Linked DNA regions of Mus musculus: region 1 is linked to region 2. Evidence: chromatin contacts called from public capture Hi-C data. All regions are on one chromosome and are shown on one strand. Each heading gives the region's core, a stretch centred on a gene start, on an enhancer-like site or on the middle of the called end of the contact. The rest is flanking DNA. Distances are from core to core; before and after follow the strand shown.

Region 1 (7,513 bases), core at 4,087-6,586, 570 kb after region 2:
AGCCAAGAACTCTGACTATTCAAGCCCATTATGTCAAACTCACAATATTTAAATATGAGCATATTTTGAACTAGAAAACATCTGAAGAGTGTACACTTTAATACACTGCAAATGTTGCTATGCAATAGTTTGTACTCTATATTTTTGTTCTTTGTTATATTCGTGTGTGAGTGTGTGTGTGTATTTATGGTACACATATATAGGTTAGAGAACAACCTTCTAGAATCATGTATGTCTTTCCAACATTCAGGTTCTGGGAATTTAACTAAGCTATCAGGCTACAAAGAGAATCCTTATTCCATGAGCCATCTTACTTGCCAAATTGTCTATTTTCAACAACATAAAACCCTGTGCATGTTTAATAAAGATAGCATTTCCCAATATTTTCAATCCAAAATTACTTGAATATACAGACCCAAAACTTATTCCTATGGGAGCCAGTGTATACATTGATTCATACACATAAAATAATAATACAGCTTTGGCTTTACAATGAAATTTTTGAAGTAAAACTTTGTGAAAACTTTATATAACACTTGCCTTCAACTACACACATCTGAAAATATCAAGAAATCCAATGTATGTTTTCTAACAGTTCCCCCTTTCAAAGAATCTTTAACAGTTATTTTTCTTGAATAAATAAATGGCCACAATATAGCACATTCTGCTCATTGCTAAAACAATGCTTATGATTTAATTAATTAAAACACTACTCAGTCTCTTCAAAGAATGACTTCGAAAAAGCAATTTTGAAGGATATATCCATGTTTAGCAGAAGGAAAAGTATCCTAAAACATTAGTAAGAATAGTATCATCAGTGTGTATATGGTTTAGGGAAAATTTGATAGCTGGGATTGGGTAAGCATTTACAATCACAAATGGAAGAGTATTGTGATAGATTATTTTGCAAATCAAATTTGGATTTTGACATTGCTTGTCTTTATCGCTTCACAATGAGATTCACTCATAGCAGAATTTAGATACTAAATTATCTACTAAATAATAACTAGGTAACTACTGGGCACGGAAACTTGAGTTACCTAGTAAAATAACATGAAAAGAGTTAGATCTTAGCTGCAAATATTTAAAGAGATGATCTTCCTTAATAAAATGTCACTATCCTAGCACAAAATCTGCATCTACAGAATATTTTGTTGAAATACGTCACATCTCTATGTTCTGCCTAAACTTTGGTCATGACAAGAATTCTCATTGTATGAATCGTATTGGTTTTTATATGGGATTATTCTTCTCCCCAGATCTGGCAATGTGGAGGTTCTTTGGAGATTGTGACTTGCTCTCATGTCGGTCATGTTTTTCGAAAGGCAACTCCATACACATTCCCTGGTGGCACTGGCCATGTCATTAACAAGAACAACAGAAGACTGGCAGAAGTGTGGATGGATGAATTCAAAGATTTCTTCTATATCATATCCCCAGGTATGCAGTGCTGAAATTTGCCATCTTCTAAAAGGGGAAGTAAAATTTTAAACATGTTGAATATCTGTTTCATTGTTCTTACAATCCTAAGAGCTAAAGTTAAATGTTATTCATTATCAGAATATCATGGAAATTTTATGAGAGAATGGTTTAGGCTAAAATAATTTTCATCTAAAGTAACAATCTTAAACAGGCATTTTAAAAACTCTCCTAACTTTTTAAATATCCATTAAAGAAAAATTTACATGTAGATATTAAAATTTATTTTAATACATACAAGGAAACTTTTAACTTGTACTTAAACAGGAATGATTTTAGTAAACTGTTAATAAATTTAAATAAAGAACCAATGAAACATTTTTGCATCCTCTAAAATTTATAAACATTTAAATATTACTTATTTGAAAAATACTTTAGAAATAAGGAGTTTTATAATAATTCAATTTCATGATGATAAAATTTTGTGAGAGTTACTTTTATTATTTCTTTTTGATTTATTTCTTTCTCCAATAGCAATATTACTTATTTCCCCAAAAGACAGAATGTTAATATATTAAAATGAGAAGGAAATAACAGAAAATCGAAGCATGAACATCGGGGCTTTAAATATATCCAGCTTTATAAATAAACAAACAAATATTTAATTACATACATAAATGTTGCAAGAGAAGTATAATTATTGCCTTCATGGTGTCAAAATGTAGAATGGAATATCAAAATAAACATAAAAGGATTTTGTATATATTAACAAAACTATTGAATGACTTTTCTTTGATATTTTAGATATGGCTTCAAAGTATTCAGTGACCTTCTTATGCTACCCATAGGAACAACAACAATTCACACCTTCATATTCTTTCTCACATAGTAATCTATTATATAGCTTAAAAGGGCAGTTTGCATTGTAAATGGTATGCACTGATTTATGAACCTATATATAATGTCAGTAACTGATTTTATAATAAACAAGTATCAAGAATAGAAAAGTCAGTAAGAACCTTCTTATAATCCAGAATTTTATATGAGAAAGAAAAATTGAGGCATTGTGTGTGTGTGAATGTGTGATTAGAAAGACCTTTTCACACTTTTTTTTCGCCCTGTCTGTGTCAAGTCAAAATGCTATTTCAAGAACAGTACTTTGTGACTAGAAGTATTTCCTTTTATAGTAGAAATTCTGTCCAGATGTTCACAGAGTTCAACAGAAAATGCAAAATCTGCAGGAAAGAAGTGACATTTATATAACCTTTACATATTACTTTGTTGGTATTTCTTGAATGGAATTCATTTCTTATAGAAATTTTTAAAGTACAATATAAATAAGGAACTAATGGAGGAAGGAAATGTATTATGAGGAATTATGTGAGGCTTGCATTAACAATGTGAGTGATTGGAGATCGTTGGAAAAATGTGCACTGAATTAATGCTCAGTGACCACCATGGGTGTCAAATAATGCTAGGGCAGTCTAAGAGGCCTTTCGTCTTCAGTCTCTGACAATTGAATGAAATGAACTGACAAGAAAAGAGGGCATATAAACACATTAATATGCAAGAGGAGTGAAACCTCACAGGACTGTGAACCTGCAATAAGTCCATATGATTTGAAAACCTCCATACCATTTTTTATAGGAGATGTGGGACAGTAAATAAATTTTAGAGAATTTCAAAGGACTGAAAAAACAGAATATAGGTAAATGTCCATTTAGCCTGTACACACACACACACACACACACACACACACATGCTGTTAGTATTCATGGATGGAACGTGATAACCAATGTTTTATTACAAAAGAATAAACTTGTTACTCTTGACATCATGAACACTGCTCTTGTGTTATGAGTTTAGTAATGAAAGTTTAGGGAAGGAAGCAGACTTGGCAGTTGCAGGTGGGAAGCTTTTAACCACTATAACTTAGATCAACTGTGAATAAAGCTTATCTCTGTCCTGGTCCAGGGAATGACAGTTGGGAGACAAGTTTTGGACTCATTTTTAAAGTTATTTTAATTTGTCCCATATCAAACTGCTTTACTAATAAATGTCTTATTTGTGGGATATTGATTTTAAAACCTCAGTATTAGATATTTTTTATAATTTTTAATTGAAAAATGAAAAAGAAGGGCAACTGTTTTACAAACAGCATAGAAATGGTCAGTTTCAGAGTTTATACGATGTCGTTTCTATGTGAACTAAGAAGTTGACACTAAAGAGCAGAGCTGATTGTGTGACCTGGGCAGAGCCCATTTCCCACCACATTCATGAGCCCCTGGGATGCTCTTGTTCTTACTACCCAGGCTTGTACCCTAGCACTAGTGACAAAGGACATGGACAGAATGAACTGTTATCACCCAAGAATTTTAACAGGGCCATTGAACTTAGGGAAAAGGGCAATCTGTTTCCAAAGGTAGAAACTAAAGAAATTATGATATGTAAATAGGAAAAGGAGAATTTAAGTAGGTCAGAAGCTAGATCTGGATTACTCCAAACAAAAGCAAAATATGGCAGGCTACAGATCACCCTCAATCAGATAGTTAAAATATTCAAGAAGCTAGCAATGAGTCATTTTCATGATAAAGATCTTTGCCATTACTTAATTATGCTATAGATTATGATGTTTTCTACAATTTAAAAGTCAGAATCACAAAAGTAATCATTATTTTCTTGAATGATGAATGTTTGACTCTGTGTGTCCTATGGCAATAAATGGATTTCAAAAATGGAAATACATGCATGCCTAAAATTATATCATCCACTGTCAGATATATATGCTTTAATTGATATAGACCCAGCCCACTGAGAAGTACAATCCCCAAGTCATTGGAATTGTACAAGTGAGGAGAAGTCAAGCAAGCAAGCAGACAGGCAGGCAGGCCAATGTATTTCTCTCCACTCCTGAACATGAATGAAGCGTGACGATCTGCTTTGAGGTCCTACCACTGTGACTTCCTGCTATGATGATCTGTAACCTGAAAGACTAAGACACCTTTGTACCCTAGGCTGTTTTCTGATCAGGGTATTGTGTCATAGCAATGAAAATGAAGTCAACAGGAAGACCGTGGGCAATCCACCTTTAGCATTTATACTGTCATGTTATCTTTATTTACTTATCTCTCTGGGTAAAGTCCTTTCAGATTTATGTTCCTAATAATTACAAATTTCCCTACAGCTTTGTAGAGCTTAAAAAGATTTGTTGGATAGTTTAAAGAACTAACAGATAAGAAATGCATTTTGATGGGAGTCCCTTGGTTTTGTTTTCTGTTGACTTACCTTTCTATACATGTCCCACTTAGACCAAGGAATCACATCACTACCTCTGTCCATCCTCTCATATCCACAAACAGATTAAATACCCACATATGCCTGGAAAGAATGTCCAACTGCTTCGTATGTGGCCTGTCTTTATAATTTTTACATAATGTAAGAATATAATAGAACTACACTGACAAGGGCAAGCCTCGGCTTGGTCAGGGGTCCCAAGGAAAGGGTGTTTGTAAACTGGATGTCAATCATGGGTACAATCTGACAGCTCTGTCATCTGCTTGAGATAGCTCTTGGCTCTACAGTCTATTCAGGATGACTTTCTATACTCTCTTGCAAGAAAAAATTCTACAAGCTCTTGGATAGCTCATGCATTTTCTGACCAAAGTTTAAAAAAAAAAAAAGAAAAAAAAAGCTGCTCCAAAAAAGAAAGAACAAAAACCAAACAAACAAACAAAAAAACAAAAAACAAAAAACAAAAAAACAAAAACAAAAAAACAAAACAAACAAAAAAGTCTAAAGCCAGTGTAACAGCTCTCTAGGATAGCTTTTAGGTTTTCTGAAAATTCTAGAGGAGCTGTAATCACTCTCCAGGCAGTTCTCTCTGGATAGTTCTCTCTTGCAAACCAAAGCCTTTATTTACATATCAATTCAATCCTCCATTCCAGGTTCTCTTTGTGACTTTAGCTCCTTGATTCTTAGAAAAGACAATTGTTTAACAAAGTGGTGAATTCAGAGATATGCCTGCCTTTGTAAGCACAGACAAGAAGGTAGCAAGATCTACTCTGAGATCACCATTCTGGCCCTGCCTGGGCCTAAGCTAGCTCTACCCCAGGCTGACCCTGAACTGAAGAATCTGTCTGTTTTTGTAAGCACAAACAATAAATTTAGCTGGGTAGGATCTTGGCCTGCAATCATTATTTCCCAAATCTTTTTATCTTTTTTTAAATAAAGTATTTCTTCATTTACATTCCCAAAGTCCCCCATACCCTCCCCCACCCACTCCCACTTCTTGGCCCTGACATTCCCCTGTACTGAGGCATATAAAGTTTGCAAGACCAAGGGCCCTCCCTTCCCAGTGATGGCCGACTAGGGCCTCTTCTGATACATATGCTAGTTCCTTAGTATCTTTCTGATAAGCTGGCTCATAGTGCAGTTACCTGTGTTCTTTTAGGTATATGAAGCCCCTCATGTAATTCATATTGCATCCTTATATTTTGCGTAGTTGAGAAATTATAGTTTTTTAAAGTCATGTTTTCAAAGCTTTTTCCCACAGCCTTATAGGCTGTCCTGAAAATGACAGTGTTCACCATTTTTGCTGAAGACATTAAACACACCCTTGCCTTCCAGACTGGACTCATGCTGTTTCTAATCTTGATGTCATTAACTTTGGCAGGAAAAATATCTCCAGAGGGAGGACCATAAAGTAAATTATCAAGTCTTGTGCCTAACAACCATCAACACTCTTGGAGGCTCATATCCTGCTGGCTCTGCTCCAGGAGGAGGAGGTGTGATACACACCTCTTCTGCCATGCAGGACTGGACACTTCACTTAATGCAACCCTCCTCACTATAACTAATTCAAAAATTTTAAAGATACAAAGCAGCTTAATACAAGTCTCTTAAATATATAAAACAAAGCTACTTTTACGTTTGTTGATTTCTATGTTTTCTGAGTCCTGATTTGCTTAATGTCTGAAGAGCTCTGATTCTGTGAAAAGCTACACATGCAAACTGCTTTTATCTGTTTACTCTACTGTTTATTTTATGTCCTTGTTCTATTGGCCTCCACTCACTTTGGCTACTTTGAAAGCATGAGAACTAATTTCTATCTGTACCTGGAGTTTAATGAGGAGCAATTACACTTTGGAGCAGTGTTAAGAATAGTTTCTAGCAAGTGTTTAGTGTGCTTTCTGTCTGTCTTCTTAAAGATGCCAATACTCTGTCTAACATCATGGATTTTAAAGCCCATAGGCCCTTAAGTCCTGAGGCAGTTTTTACTAGTAATTGGGCTTTTTCCACTAGAGCCAATCTGATGGCCCTAGCAAATCCTTTTAAATGAAGGGATGTAAGTAAAAATCACTCTTCACAGAACACTCCTTGTAAATGCACATGTTCTTTTCCTTCCTGTTGGTCACAAGCATAACTTTTAGGAACGTGAAAAGCAAGTATAATCATAAAACCACATCTTTGAAACAGTTGCTTTTCGATTAACATTGATTTCCTTTCTTTGGGGAGGTGGCTTTCCAGCTGTATGTCAACAGTCATGGTGACTAGGGCCAGCTATCTGAATATTACCCCTGGGTTCTCCTTTTCTCAGCTGACAGTTTATGATCTTTCCTTGAACAAAAATAAAGGGGAAATTAAATAGGGAGGGTCTAGGAATCCACCTCTAATGTTTTTATGGAAACAGCATATCTTCTTCAGCAATATTGGAGTAATATGATTTCTATTACAGGCAAGAAAAAAATCCATATTTAGAAAAGATCTTGGGGTTCTCTTTGAAAGTTAGCACTTGAGAGAGAGAGAGAGAGAGTCACCCTACCAAAGGCATATTTGAATATTATCAGCAGGTCACTGTTGAATTTGAAGATCTGTATGTTTTTTTTGATAACAATAAATGATAGGTATTTATACAACTCATTTTCTTTGAAAAGTGGTAAAAATGTGTTTTTATAACCACTGGTTTAACATTTTCAGGAAAATGTACAGTATGAAAATTTTTATTAGTCTAGTAATAATTTTGTTAATTGTCTTAACATGAACTTCTCAGTAAAGACTGTAATATTTCGGGGAGAGGAGAATAGTTTTGGTGAAT
Region 2 (7,252 bases), core at 4,008-6,507:
CAATTTTATGAGGTTCCATTTGTAGACTCTCGATCTTACAGCACAAGCCATTGCTGTTCTATTCAGGAATTTTTCTCCTGTGCCCATATCTTCCAGGTTTTTCCCCATTTTCTCCTCTATAAGTTTGACTGTCACTGGTTTTATGTGGAGTTCCTTGATACACTTAGATTTGACATTAGTACAAAGAGATAGGAATGGATCAATTCACATTCTTCTATATGATAACCACCAGTTGTGCCAGCACCATTTGCTGAAAATGCTGTCTTTTTTTCACTGGATGGTTTTAGCTCCCTTGTCAAAGATCAAGTGACCATAGGTGTGTGGGTTCATTTCTGGGTCTTCAATTCTATTCCATTGGGGTCTACTTGTCTGTTGCTATACCAGCACCATGCAGTTTGTTTGTTTGTTTGTTTGTTTGTTTTGTTTTTTTTTAATCACAATTGCTCTGTAGTACAGCTTTAGGTCAGGCATGGTGATGCCTCCAGAGGTTCTTTTATCATTGAGAAGAGTTTTTGCTCTCCTAGGTTTTTTGTTATTCCAGATGAATTTGCAGATTGCCCTTTCTACTTCATTGAAAAATTGAGTTGGAATTTTGATAGGGATTGCATTGAATCTGTAGATTGCTTTTGGCAAGATAGCCATGTTTACTATATTGACCCTGTCAATCCATGAGTATGAGAGATCTTTCCATGTTCTGAGATCTTCTTTAATTTCTTTCTCCAGAGACTTGAAGTTCTTATCATACAGATCTTTCACTTCCTTAGTTAGAGTCACACCAAGGTATTTTATGTTATTTGTGACTATTGTGAAGGGTCTTGTTTCCCTAATTTGTTTTTCAGCCTGTTTATCCTTTGTGTAGAGAAAGGTCATTGACTTGAGTTAATTTTCTATCCAGTTACTTCACTGAAGCTGTTTATCAGGTTTAGGAGTTCTCTGGTGGAATTTCTAGGGTCACTTATATATACTATCGTATCATCTGCAAAAAGTGATATTTTGACTTCTTCCTTTCCAATTTGTATCCTGTTGATTTCCTTTTATTGTCTAATTCCACTGGCTAGGACTTCAAATGCTATGTTGAATAGGTATAGAGAAAGTGGGCAGCCTTGTCTAGTCCCTGATTTTAGTGAGATTGCTTCCAGCTTCTCACCATTTACCTTGATGTTGGCTACTGGTTTGCTGTAGATTTCTTTTATCATGTTTAGATATGGGCCTCAAATTCCTGATCTTTCCAGGACTTTTATCATGAATGGCTGTTGGATTTTGTCAAATGCTTTCTCTGCATCTAAGGAGATGATCATGAGGTTTTTGTCTTTGAGTTTGTTTATATAGTGGATTACTTTGATGGATTTCCGAATATGAAACCATCCCTGCATCCCTGGACTGAAACCTACTTTTTCAGGATGGATGATTGTTTTGATGTGTTCTTGGATTCGGTTAGCAAGAATTTTATTGAGTATTTTTGCATCCATATTCATAAGGGAAATTGGTCTTAAGTTCTCTATCTTTGCTGGATCTTTCTGTGGTTTAGGTATCAGAGTAATTGTGGCTTCATAGAATGAATTGGGTAGAGAACCTTCTGCTTCTATTTTGTGGAATAGTTTGTGCAGAACTGGAATTAGGTCTTCTTTGAAGGTCTGGTAAAACTCTACACTAAACTCATCTGGTCCTGGGCTTTTTTGTTGTTGTTGTTGGGAGACTATTAATGACTGCTTCTATGACTTTAGGTGATATAGGATTGTTTAGATCATTAACCTGATCCTGATTTAACTTTAGTACCTGGTATCTGTCTAGAAATTTGTCCATCTCATCCAGGTTTTCCAGTTTTGTTGAGTATAGCCTTTTGAAGAAAGATCTGATGGTGTTTTGAATTTTTTCAGGATTTGTTGTTATGTCTGCCTTTTCATTTCTGATTTTGTTAATTAGGATGCTATCCCTGTGCCCTGTAGTGAGTATGGCTAAGGGTTTATCTATCTTGTTGATTTTCTCAAAGAACCAGCTCCTCATTTGGTTGATTCTTTGAATAGTTCTTGTTTCCACTTGGTTGATTTCACCCCTGAGTTTGATTATTTCCTGCCATCTACCTCTCTTGGGTGAATTTGCTTCATTTTGCACCAACAGATTGGGAAATGATCTCTACATATCCTAAATCAGATAGGGGACTAATATCCAATATATATAAACAGGTCAAGAAGGTGAACTCAAGAAAATCAAATAACCCCGTTAAAAAATGGAGCTCAGAGCTAAACAAAAAATTCTCAGCTGAGGAATACTGAATGGCTGAGAAGCACCTGAAAAAATGTTCATCAGGGAAATGCAAATCAAAGCAACCCTGAGATTCTACCTCACACCAGTCAGAATGGCTAAGATGAAAAACTCGCGTGACAGCAGATGCTGGTGAGGATGTGGAGAAAGAGGAACACTCCTCCATTGTTGGTGGGATTGCAAGCTTGTACAACTACTCTGGAAATCAGTCTGGCAGTTCCTCAGAAAATTGGACATAGTACTGCCGGACAGCAATATCTCTCCTGGGCATATATTCAGAAGATGTTCCAACTGGTAAGAAGGACACAGGCTCCACTATGTTCATAGCAGCCTTATTTATAATAGCCAGAAGCTGGAAAGAACCCAGATGCCCCTCAACAGGAGAATGGATACCGAAAATGTGGTACATTTACACAATGGAGTACTACTCAGCTACTAAAAAGAATGAATTTATGAAATTCCTAGGCAAATGGATGGACCTGGAGGGCATCATTCTGAGTGAGGTAACTCAATCACAAAAGAACTCAAATGATATGTACTCACTGATAAGTGGATATTAGCCCAGGACCTTAGAATACCCAAGATACAACATACAAGCTGCAAAACACATGAAACTCAAGAAGAACGAAGACCAAAATGTGGACATTTTGCCCCTTTTTAGAATTGGGAACAAAACACCCATGGAAGGAGTTACAGAGACAAAGTTTGGAGCTGAGATGAAAGGGTGGACCATCTAGAGACTGCCATACCCGGGGATCCATCCCATAATCAGCCTCCAAAAGCTGACACCATTGCATTCACTAGCAAGATGTTGCTGAAAGGACCCAGATATAGCTGTCTCTTGTGAGACTATGCCGGGGCCTAGCAAACACAGAAGTGGATGCTCACAGTCAACTATTGAATGGATAACAGGGTCCCCAATGGAGAAGCTAAAGAAAATACCCAAGGAGCAAAAGGGGTCTACAACCCTATAGGTGGAACAACAATATGAACTAACCAGTACCCCTGGAGCTTGTGTTTCTAGCTGAATATGTATCTTTGGAAAGAGGCCCATCGGTCTTGCAAACTTTATATGCCTCCGTACAGGGGAATCCCAGGGCCAAGAAGTGGGAGTAGGTGGGTAGGGGAGTGGGGGGAAGGGTATGGGGGACTTTTGGGATAGCATTGGAAATGTAAATAAAGAAAATACCTAATTAATTTAAAAAACAGCTCTCTACATTTGTTGAGTTCCTTAAGTTCTCCCTGTATCAAGTGTCAGAGAAGTACAAGCACATATTCAGTTCCACCATCATCTATTAGAAGCACATAAACCTCAACAGGATATCCAGTCTGGATTGCTCTTTACTCGGCCTTTCTCTTTGGTGCTGGCAGATAAAGTCATGATGTACTGCCAGGGAGGCAGCCCTTTCTTGCACTCTGAGGAATGTCCCTATGCCAGAGCAGAGTTCAACCATTCACTTCCAATGCTTCCCCATATACCTGACAATGTGGTGGTGCATGTATCTCTGTGCAAGGGAATCATTTTGTATACAGGAAGTCTTACTGTCCACTAGACACACTGCCATCTCTAGGTTTCTGGGATACCATAAACTGGGAGAATTTGGGGCCAATTGCTGTACGAACAGAGAACAGATCAAATGGAGAGTGGAGAACATTTTCTCCCAGTGTGCAATGTATAAAAAATAATGTAAAGGGTTACCTAAGCTGGGATCCTGTATAATGCATTATTTAGTGAAATCTTTTCTAGGTTCCATAACTAAGCAAACTCTAGTGTTGGTATTCCACTGGGCATCAAGTTAGTTGATGAAATTCATGACAGAGTAACCAATTTAAGCTCTAATTTATTAATTACCATGGTAACCGATCTCTTATGAAAATAAAGATTATAGTTAAGCATAACAAAAGTTAGAACATAAATTTAAAACATTGCAAAGTACAGAAAAGAGTTGCAGCAGTATAAACTGTTTGAAATTCAACTCTTGCTTCCAGATAAGCACAGAGAATACTACTATAAAATGCATTTCTTTTGTTCTGTGGTTGTTTGCCAATTCTTTTGTTTCTAATGTAGTGAGGTGTGGTTTCATGAAGGAAAGGGTGAACTTGTTTCAAAGTAGTTTTGTTAGCATCATAATTAAGAAACAAAATTAATGACAATATCCCTGGATGTTTGGAATCATTTATCTCTTCTACTGTGGATTTAAAAATATTTTTTTCAAAATAATTTTAGCAAACAAATGTAAATATTAAGGGAGGAAAATTCATCTTCTACACCTTGGTTCAATGAGTTGAAAGATATGTTTCCATCATCAAATTCATTTTAGTTGTGTTTTTGAGGAATGGGAAAGAGTGATTTAATCTTTACATTTTATGTGATTTGCATTATCAAAGGATGAGTTAATAATGCATTTGATGAGCATTAACATGAAAAGTAGCACTCAGGCCACAATTAATGCTTTCTTTGTCAGCAGACAGAGGAGAAGCACATAACAGCCTAATGGAGGGTTTTTCAGATGTGCAATTGTTAGAAGCCACCCAACCTTTTTTTTTTTTTTTCGTCGTAAAAGCATCTAATGTTCAGTTGGAGAGAGCAAACATGTTCAGCAGCATTCCCATCAGGCTGTTAATCACTGTTAAATATGTGTATGTTGCGTTTCCATAAATGGTTAGAAGGGATGTCTTAGAGATGTCTGTGGTCTTAAGTGCTGAGCTGTAATCTGACCACAGGCCCCCCTTTTACCACTCCATGAACTCTCAAAGCCGTTTTCAATTTATCCGGGTCGCAGATCAACCATCCTAAAAATTAATTGCCCTTGGTCCACCAGTTTAATCTTAGGGATCCCTCTAGGACTGTCCTGTGAGTCTGCTTCCCATTTCATCTGCAGGCAGCTGGGCAAAGATCAGAGGCTAAAAGTGATTCCCCCAAAGAGCTCATCCTCTGCTGTCCTTTTGGTCTCTGGAAGTGCCTCATGAAAGAATTAGAAACCTCCTCCTGTGATCAGAGGCAAGTACTGCTGTGGGACCCAGTCACACCTTCAGAGAAGGAGCTTTGAGGTGAAGTAAAGAAAAAAATTTCAACATAAAGACAGGCAGCAAAATAGCTCTGCCATTTGACCTTACAGAGACTGGAGACTCGGGGCTCCTGTAGTAAAGGCTGGTGCACAATTATCTATACATCAGTAAGTAATCTACAAGTAGAACACTACCTGGCCCCAAAGTGATCAAGAATCCTTCCTATATTCCACTACCTCATCCTTCTGACCTATATCTTACCAGTTTCTAGAACCTGACTATTTGTGGGTCCAAATGTGATTACACAGTAGCTGTTAGAAATTAAGAATTTCCCTTGAATCAAAGAACTGCATGTTTCAACAAAGCTACGAATATTTGTTTATGCACTGAAAGGGTAGAGACCCTGTTATGTGTTATTTCTGTTTGATTTAAATTAGCATATGATTTGTTCTGTTCTATAGCATAGATCACCAGACAATAGCAGTTCAGGATTTGCTATGTGTTGCCTTTATCACATCACCAGATGAATGGAGAATGTGTAGTGAGGGAACAGTTTAGCATTCATTCAGAAAAACTATTCTGTTTCAATTAAATGATTCAACAAAAGTTACTCCTTTATAATAATAGGTCTAACACACTCATAGAACAATTACAGATACAAAGGAAGAGATTGGTAAATGTGCATGTTCAGAGTTATTCTTTTTATTCACTGTTTTAATCCTGCATTTTATATGGAGTCATGTCCTGAAATGGATGTTGTATCTACAGATATTGAAGCAATTACAGAAAAGTGGATTATGAAATCTGACAACTGTGGATTTTAAGTGATACAGACTAATAAATGTGTCCTAGTGGATTGCATAAAAAAAATACATTTGCAACTGAAAGGAAATAAAACTTGAGACCTGTGATTCATGTAATGTATGTCAAATAGCCCAAAGAGTTGTTTGTGAGCTTTGAAACCTGGGGCTGAGAACATAGCAGAACAGACCAGGACATGCCCGGGCAGGCCCATCGCCTCCCTATCTCCCACCCCTCTGACCTAAGTTAAATGTAAACAGGCTGCTGATGTTTAAATGGACCAATCATGTGAAACCTCGCCAATTCCTCCCCCAGCCTCACTCCTTTTCTATAAAAACCCCTAGCTTCCAAGCCTCGTGGTCTAATCCACTGTCTCCTGTGTGAGATACATTTTGACCCGGAACTCCGCCATTAAAATACCTCATGTTGTTACATCAAGATATTGTGCTCTGTTCGTGATTCTTGGGTGCACGCAGAATCGGGAGTTGAGTGGGGGTTTCCCCACTAGGTTCTTTCACAACCAGTTAGTTCTTTGCTCCTAATAAACAGAAGAGGGTTAAAAGAAGACTCCTGCAGAGCCAGCATTAAGGGAAAACGTTGCTTGCAGTATTATGGAGAAATTCTTTTATATACATAGTTATAATGATCATTAATTTTCAAACTACATTCTCAAAATTTATCATAGCATCTGGTATCTTTTCATGGTACACTTAATTAACACTTATAGATTTCCTACTAATCTAATACTTATATTTTACTTTTAACTGTAAAGCAGTTGAACTGTTTTTCTAGATTCTAATCAGCACTTAATTGAGTAGTATTAATGAATGTTTTAAAGATATAATCAATTCTCATATAGGACCAGATACACCGGTGCTTCGAAACCTCTTGGTCATGACCCCTTTTGGGAGGATCTGTCTTAGTTAGGGTTTTACTGCTCTGAACAGACAACATGACCAAGGCAACTCTTATAAGGACAGCTTTTAATTGGGGCTAGCTGAGAGGTTCAGAGGTTCAGTCCATTATCATCAACATGGGTACATGACAGCATCCAGGCAGTCATACTACAGGAGGAGCTAAAAGATCTACACTTTCATCTAAAGGCTGCTAGGAGAATATTGGCTTCTAGGCAGCTAGGATAAGGGTCTTAAGGCCCACACCCACAGTGACATACCTACTC

Evidence for each region. Capture Hi-C pulls out chosen DNA fragments and counts their contacts.
Region 1: a capture Hi-C map of embryonic stem cells shows a contact between it and region 2, with 4 times the contacts expected there. The contact joins two enhancer-like sites. A contact is called at or near these places in 1 of 115 datasets of contacts at active chromatin or transcription factors (embryonic stem cells) and 1 of 9 other capture datasets (embryonic stem cells).

What each region holds. Positions count from the first base shown.
Region 1 is chr2:54,932,130-54,939,642 of GRCm38.p6, forward strand. It overlaps Galnt13 (polypeptide N-acetylgalactosaminyltransferase 13), which reads left to right. Exons shown (of 13, transcript NM_173030.2): 9 at 1,260-1,440. Among named protein-coding and RNA genes, the nearest start is that of Galnt13, 500 kb to the left of the region's middle. Within about 2 kb of position 5,337, at least 7 of the 459 cell types and tissues checked have an H3K27ac peak or open chromatin away from gene starts, as enhancers often do. A contact at or near this core is called in embryonic stem cells, where this site is marked.
Region 2 is chr2:54,362,039-54,369,290 of GRCm38.p6, forward strand. No RefSeq gene overlaps it. Among named protein-coding and RNA genes, the nearest start is that of Galnt13, 71 kb to the right of the region's middle. Within about 2 kb of position 5,258, at least 5 of the 459 cell types and tissues checked have an H3K27ac peak or open chromatin away from gene starts, as enhancers often do. A contact at or near this core is called in embryonic stem cells, where this site is marked.